Linked DNA regions of Macaca mulatta: region 1 is linked to region 2. Evidence: chromatin contacts called from public Hi-C data. All regions are on one chromosome and are shown on one strand. Each heading gives the region's core, a stretch centred on a gene start, on an enhancer-like site or on the middle of the called end of the contact. The rest is flanking DNA. Distances are from core to core; before and after follow the strand shown. Region 1 holds the start of NSL1 (NSL1 component of MIS12 kinetochore complex). Region 2 has its middle 36 kb from the start of BATF3.

Region 1 (5,038 bases), core at 633-3,132, 120 kb after region 2:
CTTGCAAGGAGGGAATGACATAAGAGTCACTATATACAAAACTACATACAGAGTCACAACCCAGGAAGTATTTCTTCATTCTTCCACTTAACCTTTTTTTTTTTTTAAGTGTTTCTTCATTCTTCCACTTAGCCTTTTGTTTTGTTTTTTGTTTTTGAGACGGAGTCTTGCTATATTGCCCAGGATGGAGTGCAGTGGCACCATCTGGCTCACTGCAAGCTCCGCCTCCCTGGTTCACACCATTCTCTTGCCTCAGCCTCCTGAGTAGCTGGGACTACAGGTGCTTGCCACCATGCCCGGCTAATTTTTTATTATTATTATTTTTTTTTTTTAGTAAAGACGGGGTTTCACCGTGTTAGCCAGGATGGTCTCGATCTCCTGACCTTGTGATCCGCCCGACTCGGCCTCCCAAAGTCCTGGGATTACAGGCGTGAGCCACCGCCCGACCCCTTTTGCCTGTTTTAGAGTGAAAACATTTTCTTTACAAGACTAAAATACGTTTAAAAAAATTGTGTTGGTTGAAAACTTTACTATCTATGATCACATATTTGCCCTTATACCGCATTTCCCCAGCCTTTCTTAAATATTTTTGCAAAGCCCTGAAGGTGGTAGTTTTTTGGGAAGACAAGAAAGAAAGGGATTGTGTGCTTCCTTATAACAGGCATCAATCTACTTATAGGTAGGGGAAAAAAATTAAAAGCTCATAATACAACACATTGGTGAGTTATGAAAGACCACAGCGCAAACATTAAAAATAAAGGTTAATAGGCCTGGTGAGGTGGCTCACGCCTGTAATCCCAGCACTTTGGGAGGCCAAGGCGGGCGGATCACAAGGTCAGGAGATCGAGACCATGCTGGCTAACACAGTGAAACCCTGTCTCTACTAAAAATACAAAAAATTAGCCGGGCGTGGTGGTGGGAGCCTGTAGTCCCAGCTACTCGGGAAGCTGAGGCTGGAGATCGGTGTGAACCCGGGAGGTGGAGCTTGCAGTGAGCCGACATCCAGCCTGGGCGACTGAGCGAGACTCCGTCTCAATCAATCAATCAATCAGGCAAAAGGAAAGACCAAATGCTGGTTGGGTGAATGGCTGACTTCCGGAATTACCCTTTCCAGGAGAATTCCTCATTGTCTAGGGCTGCATTGTCCAACAGGTGAGCCACCAGCCACTTTGTAGTTACTGAGCACTTAAATGTAGCTAGTTCAAAAGATGTGCCATAAATGCAAGACACCAGATTTGAAAAAGCTTAGTACGAACAAAATAATGTAAAATATCTCATTCATTTGATATTATTACATGTTAAAATATCTTGGGTTTATTGGGTTAAACAAAATGTTTTATATCCATTAATTTCACCTATTTCTTACTTTTAGTTTAAAACTACATAAGGATTAGCTTGCCTTGTATTTTCACTGCACAGCGCTGGTCTAAGTAATTAATAAGACCCAGCTGATAATAGCATAGATTTCTTTCTCCCCTCGCGTTTCTCCGACTGGTTCTACAGTAGTCTGGGGCACCGTTAATTCTGCCAAGGCCTGGCGTGGGATCTTTCTGAATCCTAAGATCCTGGGTGTTGGCTAAGGGGGTGATAAGTAAAGAAGTGGCTAACTGGTCCCGTACCCACTGCGCATCTCGCAGCGCGGGCTCCCGAATCTCCTCCGGCAGAGCGTCCCCGAGCTTTTGCACAAAGCGGCCGCACAGTTGTAGCATTTCGGTCACAGCCCGCTTCGAGGTGCAGCGCACCCGAAAGTCCTCTCGGGGAGTGGCGGAGACCAAGGCCTGACTCTCTGTCCCCGTCGCTAGCTCCTTGTCCCATGGGGGGTCAAGGACCACCAACTCAGAAGACCCCGCCATTTTTCGTCTGAACGAGGGGCGGGGCACTCTGGGAGAGGAAAAGTGGGTTTCCACTGGTGTAACTAGCATGCATCCGGCTGGAAACTCAGGACGCTGCAGCTGAAACGTTCCGGCTCCGGCTCTGCAGGCGCGTCTAAGGCCGCGGCCGCGGGGGCGCAATGGGAGCGGCGCGCGTAGGGTTGGTGGACTGTCACTGCCACATCTCCGCCCCGGACTTTGACCGCGTATGTGAGGGCGATACGGGGCCCGAGGGAGCGGGGATGCCCCCGTCCTTTCCCCTTGTGTTATCTTTGCTCTCCTCCCTTGGGATGAAACCCCATATCCCCCGCCCAGACCCTTGTTTATGGCCATATGACCTGCCCCTCATTTCCCTATTCCCTATTTAACCTCAGACATACCGATTTTTTTTTTTTTTTTTTTTTTTTTTTTGTGATTCAGTCGCGGTAAGCTATTTCCACAAGGCTTTTGTTTGCTCTTCTGAGTTCCTGAAATCGTTCTCCCACCTGCCCTTGGCTGGCCTGTTTTTCCTCTCGGGCATGTCACCTCCTGGCTGAGATGCCACTTTTCGTGGGAAGCGGTCCTCGAAACGCGTTCAAATCCGGGACAGGTCGGGCGCGGGCTCACGCCTGTAATCCCAACACTTTGGGAGGCCAAGCGGGGCGCGGCGCATCTCCTGAGTCTAGGAGATCGTGACCAGCCTGGGCAACATGTTGACACCTCAGTCTCTACAGGAAAAAAAAAAACAAAAAAAAAAAAACAGAAATTAGCTGGGGATGGTGGCGCTTGCCTGTGGTCCCAGCTACTCGGGAGGCTGAGGTGGGAAAATCGCTTGAGCCCAGGAGGTGGAGGTTGCAGTGAGCTGAGATCACGCCTCTGCACTCCAGCCTGGGTAACAATGAGACCCTGTCTCAAAAGAAAGAAAGAAAAAGGGGGAAGGGGGAAGGGGAAGGGGAAGGGGGAAAAATTTCACAAATGGAGGAGAGAGGCAAAGAAAAAAAATACATGGCCGGGTGTGGTTGCTCTCACTTGTAATCCTAGCACTATGAGAGGCCGAAGCGGGTGGATCGCTTGAGCCCGGGAGTTTGAGACCAGCCTAGGCAATGTGGTGAGAGCCTGCCTCAATTAAAATAATAATACACACATAAAATCAGTTACAAACTGTTTTACCCATTACATGGGAAACTAGAGACTAACAATAGAGGAGTAAGGGGGGTTTTATTTCAGGGGGAAATCCTCCCAGGAGCTGACACTTAAGGCTGAGAAGACAAGGAGCCACCCAAGCAAGGGGCTGAGTGTATGCTAGTTAGGGAAACAGGTTGCAGGCCCCCAGACAAGCTAGAATTTGGCACATTTCAGTTGCCAAAAAGCTGAGTGGAGCTTGATGAGCTAGAAAGAGAAAGGCATGAAACAAAACTGGGGAGGTTTGCAGGGGATAGATGAGGTGGGTCAGTAAGGAATTTGGATTGCATTTGAAGCACAATGTGGATTCATTAAAGGGCTTTTTAAATTTTTTATTTATTTTTATTTTTTAGATTGAGTCTGTCTGTGTCCCCCAGGCTGAAGTGCAATAGCACGATCTCAGGTCGTTGCAATCTCTGCCTCCTGGGCTCAAGCAATTCTCCTGTCTCAGCCTCCCAAGTAGCTGGGATCATGGGTGTGTGCCACCACGCCTGGCTAATTTGTATTTTTTGTATTTTTAATAGAGACAGGGTTTCGTCATGTTGTCCAGGCTGGTCTTGAACTCCTGGCCTCAAGTGATCAACCCTCCTTGACCTCCCAAAGTCCTGAGATTACACAAAAATGGATAAGCATGATGCTATCAATTTTAACACCATTTTGCTGCTGTATGGCAAATGGATGGAGAAGAGTGGAAGCTATAAGACTAGTTAGGAGGCTTTTGCAGTATATAGGCAAGAGATGTTGGCTGTTGGTACTATGATGGTAGCAGGTGAGTTTGAGATAAATACATGGATTCAAGATACATTTTAGAGAGAGAATCCACAATAAGTACTGAAGAATTGAATGTGGATAGCAAGGGAAAGGGAGGAATCAAGGATGACTCAGATTATTAGCTTGTGCTATAGGGAAGATGGTGGTGCTGGTTTACTGAGAAAAGGGAAGACCAAGGTCTGAAGTGGAGGTGGGGAGGTCAGCAGAAGGAATAGGTTTGTGAAGAGAAAATGAAGATTTATGTTTGGGGCATATTGGGAAACCTAATCCCATGCAAATGGAGATGTCATAATTTTTTAATGTGAGTCATAGGTTCAGGAGAGAATTATAAGCTAAAGATAAAAACTAGGGACTCAGGCTGGGTGTGGTGGCTCACACCTGTAGCCCCAGCACTTTGGGTGGCCAAGGTGGTGGATCACCTGAGGTCATGAGTTCAAGACCAGCTTGGCCAACATGGTGATACACCATCTCTACTAAAAATACAAAAATTAGCTGGGTGTGGTGGCGGTCGCTTGTAATCCCAGCTACTCTGGAGGCTGAAGCAGGAGAATCACTTGAACCTGGGTGGCAGAGGTTGCAATGAGCCGAGATCGCACCATTGCACTGCAGTTGGGAGACAAGATGAAACTTCATCTCGGAAGAAAAAAAAAAAAACAAACAAACTGGGAACTCAGCATAATGATGATATTAAAACCATGAGAGGAAGTGAGATCACTCAAGTCACGTGCAGAAAGAGGAGCAGAGGTTCTAGAATCCAGAAAGAGGAAGGGGAGCCAGTCAAGGAGACTGAAAAGTAGCCACCAATGAGAGAGTGGTATTGCAGAAGCAAAGAGTGGAAACCATTTCAAGAAGGAAGGAGTAAGCAAATGAGAGATTCTAAATGCTACTGAGGAGTAGAGTAAGATGAGGACAGATAAATACCCTGTATATTTGACAATAGAGGCTTCTGTTTTAGTGGTGGGAACAGAAGCCAGACTTTACTGAGAGTAGGAGTAAACAGGAGGTGGGTCAGTGTAGGCTCTTTGCTTTCCACTACTCCATTCGTTGCTATCATTGTCATTCTTTGTGATGCCACAACTGCATTGACATATACAGTCCAAGATTAGTTGCTTAGTATCTAAAATAATGGTGATTTCTTATGCTTGTTTTAGGATTTGGATGATGTGTTGGAGAAAGCCAAGAAGGTAAGTCAATATTTGTAATTGCTCTTTTGGTTTTTCATTTTAACTATCATT
Region 2 (4,635 bases), core at 1,294-3,793:
GACCTCTCACCCTTTCTACCATGTGAGGACACAACCAGAAGGCAGGCTTCACCCAACACTGAATCTGTCAGCACCTTGACTGTGGGCTTCCCAGCCTCTAGGATAGTGAGCAACAAATTCCGGTTGTGTGTAAGCCACCCACTCTATGGTACTTCGTTACAGCAGCCTGCACGGACTAAGACACCGCTCGTTAGGTGCCAGCAACTTTAACACATAGATGTCACTCAAACCAAACAGCAGTTTTGAAAGGCGAGTCCTCCTGTGCCTATTTTTGCTGATGAAACTAACACAAAGAAATTAAGAGACTTCCTAATGGCTACCAAGTATTTTGGTAGCAGAGACCTGGCATTGGTTCAAATCAGGTCATTTTGCTCTTAAGGCCATGTTCGTTCCACCAACCATAAATACCCAAACCATCTGGGTTCTGTAGGAGGAAACTGAAAGAGAAAATCCTGGCGTCCCAGAGTCCACCCAGGTGTAGTGCGCTTCCCTTCCTTCACCCCACTTAGGAGAGGCAAAGGAGGCACGGAGTAGGGAAGGATGGCAGCTCCTCCCACATCTCCAGGTGGCTTGCTACTGAGGCCTCTCAGATGCCCGGCATGGGGGAGAAGGGGACTCTTCCTGAGACCTAGAGGTCCTGGATAAGGACTAATTGTCAAGGGTGAGCCTTCAGTCTACCCCAGGCCCTGATGGCCGCATCCTTCTGCCGGGATCCATGCTCTGAAAGTACCAAGTGTTCAGTGGATGAGAAGAGAGAGCGAGTGAGCCTGGCAAGGATAAACCAATCCCCACTTGACCCCAAAGCAATGTGAGCTGGTTAAGAGAGTGAGCTTGGCCAGGAAAGTCAGTCAAGACAGAAGCCCTCAGAAGACAGCACCTGAGACAGATTGACATCAGCCCAGCCGGCCTCCACCAGCATGCAGAGGTGTCTGAGACGCACTCCAAAGGGCCCAGCTGGGTCAGCAGATTCCAACTGAGACTGTGCTCTGCCTTCCAGAGCTGTGTGCCTGTAAGCAAGTCACTCACCTCCTAATGGAGATCATGATGTACTTCACAAGATTGTTATGAGCATCAAAAGAGATGGGGCATGTGAGTGAATCCCTGCCCAACAAAATACATGGAATAAATAGAAAAAGGCATTCAACTAACATTTGTTAAATTGAACTGTTCTTATGTCTAGCTAGATGTGGGTTTCATAGTTTTATTTGACTGGATTTGGGTTGCATTTCCTCGTATGTCCTCATTTTCTCTTTTGATTTTTAAGTGGGGAATGACAATAAAAATTCATTGAAGGTCTAGTATGTGCTAGATTAGTCCTTCTCAAAGTCCGGTTCCTGGACAGATTGCACCAACATCCCCCGAGATGCAAATTAGAAGTGCAAATAAATTATGGAGCCACACTACAGTCCTACTGCTTCAGAAACTTGAGGTGGGGCCCAGCAACTCTTGTTTTAATAAATCCTCAGGTGATGCTGATGCACACTAAAACTACTATGCTAAGTGTTTTACATGAATAATCTCTTTTAATTCCATAAAAGCCTAAAGAGGTGGGAAGTAGAATCATACCCCTGATTTACAGAGGACAAACATGGGGTTTGGTGAGGTTAGTGGCCTGCCCCAGGTCCTCACCTGGTAAGGGAGCCCCAGGTCTATGTAACCCACACCACTGCCCTCTCCCCTCACTGCCTTGATGCCTCCTAGAAGTGAGATACTTTTGTTCCAAGAGGGCTTCCTGCAGGCAGATGTGGGAGCAGGAGTCACTAGTGACACTGGAGCATTCTCCCGGGCTGATGGGTAGAATAGACAGCTATTTTTATTAGGTTTGCAAGACCAGCTGGACTGTTATCATCTATGGGACTAGGCAAACATCTAGCACTAGGACTGTCCCATTCCTGGGCTGGAGCTAAGAAGGCGTGGCTACTCGTTTGCAATATTCCCAGAGCACCTACCATCTGCTAAGCATGAGCGTCCACAACACTGAGACCTGTTGTAACCACTGATGATGATGTCGCCTTCAAGGATGGATTAAGTTCCTACTACTTGAAGGCACTGTGCCAGAGGCTTTACAATATATTCTTCTCCTGGTGTTATTATGCCCTTTAACAGATGACACCGTTGAGACCCAGAGAGAGGCGGGGACAACAACTTATAAGCAACGGGGCAGGGTTCTGGCCTGCGTACTCGAAAGATGATTTCTTCCATTATGCTATCCTTTGAGAAGACAGGAGGGAGTAGGGGAGAACGGTGGGGGCTTCCAGCAAAAGGACAAGGCCCTCAGGGCCTGGGGTAGAACTGGAGGCCCACTCTTGACAATCAGTCCTTACCCAGGAGCACAGAGCCAGGCAAATCTGGTCCCAGCACCCATGCCTGCTTCCCCTCCTGGCTCCCTGACGCAGGAGAAAGCCCCCTGGGGCTCACTGCTGGCCGGAGAGCACCTGCCGCTGATGGGACGAGCTCCGGTTTTCCGTGTGCGCCAAGAGGGCTCAAGGTAGACCTGCCAGCAGCCACGAGATGGCGCTGAGATCCAGGAGACTCCGAGCACTGCCGCCACCCTCTCCGAGGCTGCCCCTCGGAGGACCCAAGCGGTCGCGGAGGACGCTCTCCCACTCCCCACCGGGATTCCTCTTCCCTCCCTCCTCCTTCCTCGCCCCCTGGCCCTGCGAAGAGTGGAGGCACCATCGGGGAGCCCTAGGCCCAAGGGCGGGCTGGGACTCCCCAGTGACTCCCAGGCAGCCCGGGGACAGCTGCTTCTCCCCTCCCCTGCCCTCCCTTCCTCTTTCCGTGGGCTCCTCCCCAGCCCTGCCGGTCAGTCCTGGGCCACTGCTCTCCCACAGCACAACTGAAGCAGCATCGCAACTCGCAGACTTAACGACTGCACAACTAAACATCAAAAATGAACTCTTCGTTAGAAGACATCCCTCTGCTTGAAAACTCAGCCATCGAAGTTCCCCCTATGTGTCAAAAATAAATTATGCGTAGGAGCCAGAGTCCTGTGCCTGGTGTCACCTCTCTTTCCCAAAGTCCTCTCGCACCAGGAAAACCATGCATGTGCATAGGTCCGCGCGCGCGCACTTGGAGAGGTAGAATTTTGAGTTGAAAATCTGGATCTACCATGAAAAATTGTGTGACACCAAGCAAGTTCTTTAGGACTCTTTGAGCCTCAATTTTCTCATCCATAAAGTGGAAATAATACTAGCAATCGCTTCATGGGCTGTTGGAAAAATTAAATACATCTAAACCATTTAGAGATGCTTTAACACATAGTAAGTATTTAGTAAATATTATTTCTTTTCCTCTGACAGTTATGGTGTGTGTCCATCATTTGGCATTCAATGCAGGCAGCCTTGTGTTTTTGGCTAATTTCTCCTATAGGACATCCCACCCCCAAGGGCCGTGTCTTGCATATCTGTATGCTCAGGAGCACCCAGCACAGGCTCTCGCCTGGTGCATAGTAATCAGAGTGGGCCATAGTGACCACCACAAACCACAGCCTCTGGCTTCAATTCTGCCTCCCTCCTGTCTTCTCTCAGGTGCTGGCTTCATGCACAGCCCTGCTGGCGCAGTTATCGAGTGTCCTCACCTCCACTTCTCTGCTTTGGGGCGGGTCGTGCCCAGCTTTGAGGTGGGTCGTGCCCAGCTTTGAGTGGTGAGAGCTGTAGCCTTTTGCTCTCTGCTAGGCCAGGGATCCCCTTCTGAGAGGATGACGGGGGCCAGGGTGGGGGGGATATGGTGCTTGTTTTGTGCCCTGGAGAGAGTGTGCGCCACATAAAGCTTGCTTGAGCAGAGGAGAATGACCTGCCCCGACACCTTAGCCTTGACCCAGGTTCGTATGGTGTGAAGCCCTTGCTTCCGCTGTGATCGGGTCCGAAAGGTTAACAAGTCAATTTGTAGAGGTCTGTGTCTGGGAGTTCTTTGGGGTTTTTATTTGTGTCTTTCCTGACTCTTCTATCTCTGAGAGTCAGGTCTTTCCTCCACACCTCTGTCTTGCACTGCAGTTCCCCAGTGCGCAATCATTCCACGTGTGTTGACTGACTGCCAGACACATTGGCTCTGAAGGCTTTACCAAGCTGGCTCTCAGTCATATATATATTTTTTTAATTTTTGAGACAGGGTCTCACTCTGTTGCCCAGGCTGGAGTGCAGTGGCACAATCATAGCTCACTGTAGCCTCGAACTCTGGGGCTCAAGCGATCCTCTCACTTCAGTCTTCTGAGTAGTTGGGACTACAGGTGCCTGCCACCACACCTGGCTAATTTTTATTTTGTATTTTAGAGATGAGGATCTCGCCATGTTGCCTGGAGCTGGTCTCAAACTCCTGGGCTCAATCAATCCTCCCTCCTAGGCCTCCCAAAGCACTGGGATTACAGGAGTGAGCCAACACACCTGGCCTCAATCAGATCTTTAACATCCAATTTATTCAATTATGTCAGAGGGCCCCCTGCTGAAGCTGTTCACAGATTGCTCTGATATCATTAAAAAGCTAACCACATATGCAAATGAAGTGTTGGAGGTGTGAGGGTGGCTTGGGGTAGAAAGTGCTTCTGGTTCATCTAGGAAGGCTTCCTGGTGGGGGAAGGGCAGGGGCTGAAGTTGTCACTGAAAAGGATGCAGTTTGATACAGTGAGGGGGGTGGTGT

What was found. Hi-C and Micro-C count contacts between places; a contact is called where the count stands out from the background.
Region 1: a Hi-C map of liver shows a contact between it and region 2, with 4 times the contacts expected there. The contact joins the promoter of NSL1 here to the enhancer-like site in region 2. A contact is called at or near these places in 6 of 14 Hi-C or Micro-C datasets (CD4 T cells, blood, cortical neurons and 3 more).

The regions. Positions count from the first base shown.
Region 1 is chr1:70,507,869-70,512,906 of T2T-MMU8v2.0, forward strand. NSL1 (NSL1 component of MIS12 kinetochore complex) reads right to left here and starts at 1,883. Exons shown (of 6, transcript XM_015117156.3): 1 at 1,620-1,883. The coding sequence starts at 1,853. TATDN3 (TatD DNase domain containing 3) reads left to right here and starts at 1,949. Exons shown (of 9, transcript XM_077937488.1): 1 at 1,949-2,077; 2 at 4,955-4,987. The coding sequence starts at 4,962.
Region 2 is chr1:70,390,723-70,395,357 of T2T-MMU8v2.0, forward strand. No RefSeq gene overlaps it. Among named protein-coding and RNA genes, the nearest start is that of BATF3, 36 kb to the right of the region's middle. Within about 2 kb of position 2,544, at least 19 of the 40 cell types and tissues checked have an H3K27ac peak or open chromatin away from gene starts, as enhancers often do. A contact at or near this core is called in liver, where this site is marked.